Regions from separate parts of the Hordeum vulgare genome. Here region 1 is linked to region 2. Evidence: chromatin contacts called from public Hi-C data. All regions are on one chromosome and are shown on one strand. Each heading gives the region's core, a stretch centred on a gene start, on an enhancer-like site or on the middle of the called end of the contact. The rest is flanking DNA. Distances are from core to core; before and after follow the strand shown.

Region 1 (5,898 bases), core at 3,319-5,818, 260 kb before region 2:
TACAACAGCACAAGCAACAGCAACACGCAAGCGAGCATATCATCAGGCAACGACAAGCTACAGCTAGCATCTAGCAATAGCAGAAGCAAACAGCTACAGGCGGCAACGGCAGCCAGCAACTGCAGCGGCAAAGCAGAGCAAGCTACAACAAGCAGCAAAGCAAGCAGCAAAGCATCAGGCTCGGCATGGGTAGCAGCACATGGCTACAGCATAGCAACTGCAACAGCTTCAGCAACAGGTAGCGGCGAGGGAAACCAGGAGGCGAGCACGGCTCCATGGGGAGGACGGTCGGCGAGGTTGGCGCTGCAGGCGTCCACGGCGGGGGCACAGCAGCAAGCCGGCGGCGGCGCGCGGCCATGGCTGCGGGAGGCGAGCACGGCAACCTAGGGGCAGTTGGCGGCGGCCTTGGCCTCTCTAGTGGCTCGTACGCAGCAGGCGGCGGACGGGCACGGCGGATGACCCCGGGCCGAGGAGGGCCATGGCGGCTCGAGGCGAGGGGACCTCCGGCGGAGAGGCCTTGGCGGCCTGCAAGACGGAAACGGCGCAGCCGGCATGGCGACGGGGCGCATGAGGCTGCGACGCTGGGGCACGCGGGGAGGCGGTCTGGGCGGCGACCGGGAGGCCGGCGAGGCCTCGGACGAGGGTGAGGCCATGGCGGAGAGACGGCCGGCGAGACGCGGGGAGGCGGGCGAGGCGGGCGAGGTAGAGGAGGTCGGGGGCGAGGGCGAGCAGCACGTGGTGGCAGGCGCACGGGAGACCAGGGACGACGAGCTCCTTTGACGGGGCGAGGGGCGAGGTGCGAGGTTCTGGAGGGGATCGGGCATGGGGAATTGGGATCGAGGACGAGGAGGAAGGAACGGGGGGAGACTCGCACTCAGGAGGGAGACGACGCTCGGGGACGAGGGAACAGGGGAGCCCTCGCTCGCTAGGGTTGGGACCAGGCAGCTGGGTTGCGGCCCGGGAAGGCCTTGGCCGGCTGGCTCCCTCTTCCTCTTGTTTTTTTAAATCAGAAAACGCACACAAAGGGAAAATAATTAAACGAAATAAAAAATATTTACTTTTGACTCCTTTAAAACAAACCCCAACTATAAAATAGATTGGGCATTTTTTTAACGAATAAAAATAAAACTTTTTTGAAGAATAAAATAAAACCCCTTTTTAAAGAATAAAATAAAAGATCTTTTAAAGGAAAAAAGAAAATGAGACTCTGTTTTTTTGAAAATAAACAAAAGGAAAGAAAATAAAGGAAACCCAAGGGTTGCCCCCACATTTAATAAAAGGTTTTTTAAAAGAAGAAAACTTTTAAAAGGGGGTTAACCCTGAAATCTTTTACGCAACCACAAAATAGAATAGAGAGGAGAGAAGGGTTTTACGTCCTCGGTGCAACAGGGTTTTGAAGTGGCTCTGTTGCACCCACTCTCATCACTCCAACAAACAACGCCACTCACAAGCATTAACACCCAACAACACGGAGCAACAAGCAACACCGACAAAACACAGTTGACATGATGCCATGCATGATGCCATGATGCAAACTAAATGATGATGCAACCAACAAAATAAAATAACCACACGACGGAAACAGAAATAAAGGGGAATCTTCTCGAACGTCGGCATAGGGCTGTCACAATCCTTCTCTCTGATTTTTTTCTGGGCGAAACGGAATATATAGAGCTGAGTTTGGAGGCGGTGGCGCCACGTGGGCCCCACAAGCCCTCATGGCGCGGCCAGGGGGGTGGACGCGGCCCAGGGGCTTGTGGCCCACTGGCACACCTCCTCCGGTGGATCTTTGCGCAGGTATTTTTCATTAATTCCAGAAAAATTCTTCGTAAATTTTCAGGACATTCCGAGAACTTTTATTTATGCACAAAAACAACACCATGGCAATTCTGTTGAAAACAACGTCAGTCCGGGTTAGTTCCGTTCAAATCATGCAAATTAGAGTCCAAAACAAGGGCAAAAGAGTTCAGAAAAGTAGATACGACGGAGACGTATCACTTACCAACATCAATAATTCAGCTATATTGAAAATCATCATCGAAACTTAAGTGTGTAGACCCCGCGGGTACGAGAACTATGTAGACATGACCGAGACACTCTTCGGTCAATATCCAATAGCGGGACCTAGATACCTATATTGGATCCTACATATTCTACGAAGATCTTATCGGCTGAACCTCTATGTCAAGGATTCATTTAATCACGTATATCATTCCCTTTGTCCTTCGGTATGTTACTTGCCCAAGATTCGATCGTTGGTATCCTCATACCTATTTCAATCCCGTTACCGGCAAGTCTCTTTACTCGTTTCGTAATACAATATACTGTGGCTAACTCTTTAGTCACATTGCTTGCAAGGCTTTGTTTGTGATGTTGTATTACCGAGTGGGCCCTGAGATACCTCTCCGTCATATGGAGTGACAAATCCTAGTCTTGATCCATGCTAACTAAACGGACACCTTCGGAGATACCTGCAGAGCACCTTTATAGTCACCCAGAAACATTGCGACGTTTGATACACACAAGGCATTCTTCCGGTGTCAGTGAGTTACATGATCTCATGGTCATAAGAATCTATACTTGACATGCAGAAAACAGTAGCAACAAAATAACACGATCACATGCTACGTTTATAGTTTGGGTCTTGTCCATCACATCATTCTCCTAATGATGTGATCCCGTCATTAAGTGACAACACTTGTCTATGGCTAGGAAACCTTAACCATCTTTGATCAACGAGCTAGTCAGCTAGAGGCTTACTAGGGACATTATTTTGTCTATGTATCCACACATGTATTTATGTTTCCATTCAATACAATTATAGCATGGATAATAAACGATTATCTTGAAACAGAAAATATAATAACAACTATTTTATTATTGCCTCTAGGGTATATTTTCAACATGTTGATGATCTCCTCACTGATGACTAGGCGTGCCATCGATCCTTCTGGCGATCCAATCAGTGGAACTCTCATGAAAGCACCAATGTCGGTGTCAAAGCCGGCAGATCTCGGGTAGGGGGTCCCGAACTGTGGACCTTAGATCGGTCGATTGTAGGAAAGAGGGGGATACAGTGTTTACCCAGGTTCGGGCCCTCTTGAGGAGGTAAAACCATACGTCCTGCTTGATTATATTGATGTGGATGATGATTACAGAGTCTACCTCGAGATCGTGTATACTAAACCGTAGGTGAATCAACCTGTCTACACGGACGAGGACCTCCGGTTTATATAATCACCAGGGAATTAGGGTTACACACAATCGACCTAGTCTATTTTACTTGGACGTCATGCCGGTCTTCGGTGTTCTCCTCACTGAGTACGAGATGACCGCACAACCTGACCTCCCATAGGTACATCACATCAGGACGACCTCTTCATGGTAAGCTGACTACTTGAGGACCCCTTAATCCCGGACTCCCTCAGACGGGAACTGGCTCTCAGATAGCACGAGGGCCTGCCTAATCTCTTGTGTTTGTGTGGTCATGTCCTACAAACGTAAACGTCATGAACTACCAAATCCATCAAAGCATACCACACATCAACACAGCAGAACACAACACTAATCTTGGACACATATGAATGATATTGTTCAACACTTGCACACTACCAGCAAACCATCCATGACCACTAGCTACCAACACTTTCCCACATGGAAATAACCCCCAGCATGCTCCAAATCCATCACAGCTAGCTACTACAACATCATGGTCAAACAGGTCGGACGACTTAACCCTACCACATGGAAAGATCTAGCTAGAACTAGTAGAGAGGAGGTAATGATTGAACTTACAGACGCCATCGGAACGACCGGGGAGGAGGCGCCTCGCACGTCGAAGAGGAGGAGGAGGACCCACCGCCGCAATCAACCGGTCGCCGGAGTTGTTGCGCCGCTTACCTCGTCGTCGAACTGGATCCGCACGGAAGGAAAGCTCGAGATGGGGGAAATGGTGGCGGGAGTTTTGCCGCCGCGGTCACCGTCGATATATAGGGTGACCGAATCGGCGGGCGATGACTCGAATTCGTCTCGCCACTTTTTCGAAGATGCGCCATCGCTCCCGCCATCTCCCTTCCCTACGCGGCGCGGCACGACGTTCCCCTCCCCTGCATCGCTCGAGCTTGGCTCGCAAAAAACGTTCGATTCGGCCGTTCCCATCGGGCCTGGCTGAGAGGTGCTTTGAGGTTTGTATTATGCGGGCCAAACAGTGAATGCATATTACCAAACAGCCTATTTTCATTCTATACGGGTCTTTTGAATGTAATGCACGCAACCAAACGCGTCCTTTGTTTTGACAGTCAAATTTGGGGCTGAGATAGTACAGCAGATAGCACCCGGAGTCGAGATAACCTTCAACGTCCCTTCAAAAATAAAAGAATAAGGATAACCTTCAACGTTCTTTCTTTTTGAACTTGATAACCTTTTGCCCGCAAAAGAAAAAAAAATGATAGCCTTCAACGTCAAAAGTTGAAAGGCGCGTCCACGCGAGAGAAGCGGGCACGGAACCGGGCGGACGGGTCGCCGCCAGCCGTTGGAGCCGAACCAACAGGCAACAGCGAAGCGAAGCGCGCGCACGAGGACCGGCCGGCCGCAGCATCCGATTCTTCCCACGTCCGATCCAACCCCCCTGTCTGGCGCTCGTGGGAGCATGAGCATCATCACCGCCGCACGAGCCGGGCACGTAACGTAACCTCGCCAACCGGCGCCCTCGCCCCGCGTGGTGCCTCGCCGTCTCTCTTTATAATCAGCAGGGGCGTCGCACCACCGCATCATCACTCTACTACTCCACCTCTAGCCGTCTCGCTCTCCTAGTTTCTTCCATCAACCTCCTCTCCTCTCCTCTCCTCTCGCCTCGGGTTCTCCCTTCGACTGCTTCGAGACAAGGAAGGAAGATGGCGGACGAGGGGACGGCCAACTGCATCGACATCATCCTCGCCATCATCCTGCCGCCGCTCGGCGTCTTCTTCAAGTTCGCCTGCGGGGTGAGCGCCCGATCCCTGTCCCGGGCTGCCATCTCATGACGGACGGACTATGCATGCACTGGGCTGTGGCTAATTGGATGCTCGTGCTTTGCAGATCGAGTTCTGGATCTGCCTGCTGCTCACCTTCTTCGGCTACCTCCCCGGCATCATCTACGCCGTCTGGGTCATCACCAAGTAGCCGCCCCTGCCTGCCTGCTTGTCTCTAGGTATGCATGCACCTCGGGGGAACTTGTCATTTCCCCCGGTTTTTCTCTCTTCAGTGGAGTCCTCCGTAGAATTTACAAAAGCAATTTTTATCTACTGTAAATAAAAAAAACCTAACAAACAAACATAGGGCGCCGTATTAACAGCACAACAAAAGGATGCATCTTCTTCCAAGCAAAAAAGGATTTCGCAAATCCAAAAAGAGAAGCGCCCTGCAGCCCGCCGTTGCTTCCATCTTTTTGTTTCGAAAGAAAACAGAGGAACCATCCTTATTTGGTTCAGAGAACTGCGATGGAAATTCCCGGACTGATCTCTGCTTGTTGTTTGTGCCAGGTGATCCATGGCCAACTTGTTCCGTTTGTCCGAGACGCGAGCCAGGTGATCCATGGTGCTGCGTACGCGTTGTGTGTTCATGCTGTTGTACATCTGTTTGTTGTTCTTGCTTGATGATTAGACTCCTCTCCTCCTGTCGCCTTCCCCAGTGTATCCATGCATCCAGTTGTTCCTCTGTCCATTTTCGTCGTCCATGTACTTTGATGAATTAATTAATTAATCAATTGATTGGTGGAGAAATTTTCCGATTGTTCTCGAGCGTTCCTTGCGCAGATTTTTTAATTTTTTTTTGCATCGCCCCCGATTGGTTGGTATGTTGGCGAGTTTCTCGTGCTGCAGCGTTGGATTGGATAAGTTTCAGGTTCAAACGGATGTGACG
Region 2 (6,393 bases), core at 1,868-4,367:
ACCGTAATATTTGCTATTTTGAGAGAAGCCTCTAGTGAACACTATGGCCCCCGGGTCTACTCCACACTATATTTCCAGCCTTACACTTTTACTTTGTTGCACTTTCCGCCTTCAGATCTCACTTTGCAATCAATCTTGAAGGGATTGACAACCCCTTTATAGTGTTGGGTGCAAGCTCTTTGTGTTTGTGCAGGTACTCTGGACTTGACGAGATTCTCCTACTGGATTGATACCTTGGTTCTCAAACTAAGGGAAATACTTACCGCTCCTGTGCTGGATCGCCCTTTCCTCTTCAAGGGAAAAACCAACGCAAGCTCAAGGGGCGACAGAAAGGTTTCTGTCGCTGTAGCAAAGACTCAAGCTGCTCCCATGTACTGCGCGCCGGCACCTCATGGAGATTCATTTGGGAACTGTCACCTAGTCAAGGGGCGTCGTCATTCTCCATCTTTAACTGTTTTCTGACATCCCGCTTTCAATGGGCGAATGACTCCTTTGGCATGTTGAGGGATTGATGCTTTCGGTGCTCTCGAGAGGTCACCATGCCCACTCTTGCAGGGACCAATTTGGTGCAAGAACTGCCTTCGATTTGGTCACATTACTTTCTTTTGCTGTGCAAAGCACCCAAAGACCAGACTACGCCGCTAAGTCATGCTGCTCCATATACAGCCTTCACCAATGTCTGCTCCTGTCAATGATGCTACCCGAGCAGATGTACTGCAACAGTTGGTCCTCATGGAGCATACTAAGCTGCTCCACACTAAGTTGCAAGACTACTTGACGCGAGTTGGGAGTGTTTTCGCAAGTGAAGAGGCCGCTCTCCCCAAGCCCCAGGTTGTGCCCATTATGTCCATGCTGCCCGAGATCCATGTTGGTTGTGCCGATGGGGAAGTAGACTTGTTTGGAGAGCCCTCCCCTCGCGCTACATCCTTCCCATCGTTGATGTGTGTCATGCCGATTGCTTTTGAAAGTGAAGATGTTGTCGAGGTCGTGGCTCCAGTGTTGTAGATTATGTCTGAGCTACATAAGCTTTATGGGGAGCCTATTGCACGTATTTCGGTGGTGCTTCCTATAGAGATGGAGTCGCTTGGAGGAGCCTTAGCGATACCTACCTCGATCTCTTCATTGACGGTGGAGGCCAGTCAACCGCTCGCCTTTGTGGACTGTGGAGATTTGGATGTTCCTAGCGCTCTCTCATGTGTGGCTGTTGGCCAGGTGGAGTCTATGCAGGCTGGGGTTGATGAGGTAGGTGCTTTGGCACCTAATTTTGAGGCGCTAAAAGCCATTCGGTCGCCCATCTTTGACCATGATGGTATGTTGGCACCTATTGATGAGGCGGTCTTCATGAAAAAGCTTGGCGGCTTGCTCGTTTGCTTGGAGGTAGCTAGTCTTCGGGCTGGCTAGGCGATTGCTTGTCTCCTAGCGGAGGAGGCTTCTACGTGCAAAATCAAGAAGGTGAAGAAGGTTCTTAGAAGCATAGGCAAGAAGAGTGCCGCTATTGGTAAGGTGTTCTCAGTTGCTTAATGAAAGATAATTAGTCTCTTCGACCATCATTTTTGATTGACTCGTCTTTATGGATTTGGTGGTGTGCATTGTCTTCAACCTTGGTTTTGTTGGGGGTTTCTTTGCAACGTGAAGTGCGAGGGACTGTGGTTGTTACGTCTTATGTATCTTTGTCGGGTTGATAGTGGGGTCATGGAGTTTCTTTATTAGCGAGTAGTCTGTATGTGGTCTCTGTATTGATTTTTGGTCGATTTTTCGTTAATTAACCAAAGAATTCTCTTCTTCTTAATTAATTGATGAGGCAAATCTTTTGCATCCGTTAAAAAAGTGCGAGACGATAGCGGGTCACCTCCCACGCTCTTAGAGCATCTCCAGCAGACCCCGTATAACTCGTGAAACTGTAAAATAACCGTCAGTTTTCAGTTTTAGGCGGAAAAAGCGACCCGAATAGAACCCGTAAACGACTCCGACCTGTAATTTGTTTTGAGGGGTACGGTAAAAAGCATCTCCCGATCTGCAAAAACACAGTTTTTGCGTCCGCTTCTATGGTGCACTATGTCGAGAGAAAGTAGTTGGTGGGAGCCTAAATGCCATGGAAACTTCCACGTCCGTCGTCCACGTCCGCCGTGCGCCGCCCCGGACGTCGCCCCGCCCGTCCCCGGCCATCGCCCCGTTCGTCACCGACCGTCGCACGTCCACCCCGCCTATCCTTGCAACTTCCTGTGCCTGCTGCTGGTGCTGAATTGTGCATCGGCGTCGCTGGGCTCCGACGTGCAGAATTTGACCCGCAGAGGCGCTCCCCCACCCCGCAGCGGCTGAAGGAGACGCTCTCGTAGGGCAGTGACATGGAGCAGCTCCGCCGCAGTAAGATGACGAAGTCAACCTCGCCGGCGCACGAAGAGTCCCCGGACTCGGAGCTCGACTCGGCGCTGGACGCGGGTGCAGAGCAACATGACAGGTCGAGGTCGAAGAAGGGGTCGTCGTCCTCGCTGTAGCCGCCAGCGCCCCACGACTTTCGATGTGGCGACGACGGCGGCAGGGACCTCCGGATCCACGGCCCGCTGCCGGTGAGGGATGGCTTGGGCGGCTTGTGATGGTGATGCTGCTGCGGCTGCTGCATCCTCCCACTCCTCTGTGCTAGCAAGCAAGCAAGCAAAGCTCCCTGCTCCTCCTCCTCCTCCCCGCGTTCTCACCGCCGCATGCTCTGCCCCGGCGCTCTCGCCACCGCCCCTCTCGGCCCCATGCGCGCGCGCTCCGCAAGCCGAGATGGACGCGTGACCAATTGGGGAGAACGCCCGACAGCGTGCTCCGGGAGGTCGACACGGCCGGCAAGCTCCGGCGGATGCATAGCGTGTACGACTGGACAACGTGCGCGGGTGGACGCGGACGAAGAGCATCTTGTGCGAATGTTTTTTTTAGGGTCCGTTTTATAGGATCTAACTCTGCCTTGATTTGTGTCGGTCCACAAAACCATTTTTCACAAACTTCAAACGCGTTTTATTTATATAAAGGGTGTGATAGAGATACTCTTAGCCACGGTTGTGGGGCACTATCGACGAAGGGGAGCTACTCGGTTAGAGATAATCCATGCTTCTGGTTTGGTGACTTCTAACCGGGTGGCCCAACGACAAAGCCCATCGCTCCAGCCCACGCACCCCGGTAAACCCTTACCCTTAAAACCCCCTTCTTCCTCTCGCCGCGACGGCGCCACTCCCGTTCCCCGCAAAAACCCTAATCCCTAGCCCCCCACCCCCCCAGCCGCCGCCATGTCCTCCACGCCGCCGGTCGTCGCGTCCCCCGCCTCGGAGCACACCAAATCCAAGAAAAAGAAGAGCAAATCCAAGGATGCCTCCTCCGACCCCGCCGCCGATACCACGTCGCTGGCAGACGCGGAGGCAAAGACCGATGGGTACATGATCAAGCCCCAGGCCCTGGTCCCGTCCCTCGACACCTCCACCTGGCCGCTCCTTCTCAAGAACTACGACCGCCTCAACGTCCGCACCGGCCACTACACCCCGCTCCCCTCCGGCCACTCGCCGCTCAAGCGACCCCTCGCCGAGTACCTTCGCTATGGCGTCATCAACCTCGACAAGCCATCCAACCCTTCCTCCCACGAGGTGGTGGCGTGGATCAAGCGCCTCCTCCGCGTTGAGAAGACCGGCCACAGCGGCACGCTCGACCCCAAGGTCACCGGCAACCTCATCGTCTGCGTCGACCGCGCAACACGCCTCGTCAAGTCGCAGCAGGGCGCAGGTAAGGAGTATGTGTGCATCGCCCGCTTCCACGCCGCCGTCCCAGACACGGCCCGGGTCGCCCGCGCGCTCGAGTCCCTTACCGGCGCCGTGTTCCAGCGCCCGCCGCTTATCTCGGCTGTCAAGCGCCAGCTCAGGGTGCGGACCATTTATGAGAGCAAGCTGCTGGAGCATGACGCCGAGCGCCACCTTGCCGTTTTTTGGATCTCTTGCGAGGCCGGAACCTATGTCCGGACGCTCTGTGTGCACCTTGGGCTGCTCCTGGGTGTCGGTGCGCATATGCAGGAGCTGCGCCGTGTCCGGTCAGGTATCCTGGGGGAGCAGGACAACATGGTCACCATGCACGATGTGATGGATGCGATGTGGGCGCTTGACAACCACAAGGATGAGTCTTACATAAGGCGTGTGGTGATGCCGCTTGAGGTAATTCTTACTAGCTACAAGAGGCTTGTTGTGAAGGACTCTGCTGTTAATGCTATCTGCTATGGTGCCAAGCTTATGATTCCTGGGTTGCTCCGGTTTGAGAATGACATTGATGTTGGGGAAGAGGTTGTTCTCATGACTACAAAGGGGGAGGCGATTGCCATCGGTATCGCTGAGATGCCCACTGCTGTTATGGCGACTTGTGACCATGGTGCTGTGGCGAAGATCAAGAGGGTGGTGATGGACAGGGACACATACCCAAGGAAGTGGGGACTTGGTCCGGTGGCACTCAAGAAGAAGAAGATGATTGCTGAGGGCCTCCTTGATAAGCATGGGAAGCCAACTGACAAGACGCCAGCTGAGTGGCTTCGAAATGTGGTGCTTCCTACTGGTGGTGATGCGATGATTGCTAGCCTTGCAGCTGCCCCTGAGCCTGAGAAGGTGAAGGTGGAACAACAGGATGTCGTGCCAAGTGAGGAGGTCAAGGAGAAGAAAAAGAGGAAGAATGATGAGGATGATGTGACTGCTTCTACACCTGCAAAGAAGATGAAGGTGGAGGAGGTCACTGAGGGAGTGGACGGGGATAAGAGTGAGAAGAAGAAGAAAAAAAAGAAAGACAAGGGAGAACCAGGATCAGTTGTTTCAGAGGCAGTGAAGGAGGAGAAGAGCAGCCTGTCTGACGAGGAGAATGGTGCCAGTGAGAAGAAAAAGAAGAAGAAGAACAAGGAAGGCAGGGATGATGTCGCTCAAGAGAGTGCGGAAGTTGAGAAGAGCGAGAAGAAAAAGGACAAGAAAAAGAAGAGCAAGGAAGGCGGTGATGATGTCGCTACAGAGAATGAAGTTGAGAAGAGTGAGAAGAAAAAGGAGAAGAAAAAGAAGAAGAAAGATGCTGAGGAGGCGGCACAATAGGTAGAGCTAGTAGTTCACATTGTCTGGTCATGTTATTTGGTTGCAGTTATGTGGGAGTTTGAACTACCTGTTTTATTTGCTCTGAACCCCTTGCAACCGGCTATGGTTTGATAGGTAGGCCTGATGTACTATCTTTAGGTTGCTGCCATTCAACTGAAATGCTATGGTAATTAGAGAGATTTTCCTTTAAATTTGAACAATCAGTCATGTATCGCTGTATCTGTTATCAGTTTTGCAGTGAATTTTGCTCTCATCTCATCTTAGTAGTACACTGTACTGGAATTGCTGGCTTGCTAATCTCATCAGTTCTGCTGTTTTGATGATATTAAGCTGAAGTAGAGTTTACCAATCCTAATATTTCCGGTTATGAGAACTTGGTTTGCTATGCTGATATATACTGTACATTCTTGCAACCACCAAGAAATCTATGATCATTCTGTGCACCTGAGTCCGCAATTCTGTTCCATATTGTAGTATTGAATTTGCCAGTTTCACTTCTTTGATAGAACCAGAAGATATATGTTTGTTTCCAGCATGGTTATTCAAATATTGAACTTCCTGCGTAACATAAATGATATATGCATGGTGCATAGCCACTAGTTCATCAGATTCTATAAGGTTTGTTTGGTTGCAATTCTGTGGGAACCCCTTGCAACCATGTATCGCTTCGAAAGCCTAACCTACTATCTTTAGGTTGCTGCCACTCTACTGAAATGTGACGATTCTCAAATTTTGGCAACGAGGATATATACTATTAACAGTAAATGTAGTGGATTTTCGCTCCCATCTCATCTTAGTAGTCCACTCCACTGTACTGAAGCTTCTGGCTTGCCAATCTTAAAATTGCTATTTTGCAACCTGAAGTAGAAAAATTCTAGTCATAATATTTCCACCACATTAATGTGCGAACTAGTTTTCTGCTGATACACAATGCAGGAGTCCCAGGCCTGCATTTCTGTGTCTGTTATTTGTTAATGCATTTTTTGTACTATTCTGAAATTTCTGTCTTTGTTGTGCATATATTGATCTACCTGCTGTTTGCTGATATTCTGGAACCGAAGCAGAACTTTATTGTGGAACGTTTCAACCAAACGGGGTGTGAGAATTTGGTTTCCCGTGTCTGAGTACATGCTTACAATCACCCATAGGTCATTTTTTTGGCTGCGAAATCATCATATGCAGTGAATTTGCCAGTTTCATTTTTTTAGTATAGCAGCAGTACATGTTGTTTTCCTCTCGGTACCGTCATTGCAATATTGGTTTATTTATATGGTGCATAACAGCATAATGTCGTCTGATTCCCCGTTGC

The links. A called contact is a pair of places that touch in the nucleus more often than the background predicts.
Region 1: a contact with region 2 is called in a Hi-C map of seedling, with 3 times the contacts expected there. The contact joins the promoter of LOC123425134 here to the promoter of LOC123425131 in region 2. A contact is called at or near these places in 1 of 6 Hi-C or Micro-C datasets (seedling) and 1 of 1 datasets of contacts at active chromatin or transcription factors (embryo).

The regions. Positions count from the first base shown.
Region 1 is chr2H:76,406,514-76,412,411 of MorexV3_pseudomolecules_assembly, reverse strand. LOC123425134 (hydrophobic protein LTI6A) reads left to right here and starts at 4,568. Exons shown (of 3, transcript XM_045108808.1): 1 at 4,568-4,982; 2 at 5,077-5,188; 3 at 5,520-5,769. The coding sequence starts at 4,893. The coding sequence ends at 5,160.
Region 2 is chr2H:76,146,106-76,152,498 of MorexV3_pseudomolecules_assembly, reverse strand. LOC123425131 (H/ACA ribonucleoprotein complex subunit 4-like) reads left to right here and starts at 3,117. Exons shown (of 1, transcript XM_045108805.1): 1 at 3,117-5,340. The coding sequence starts at 3,267. The coding sequence ends at 5,084.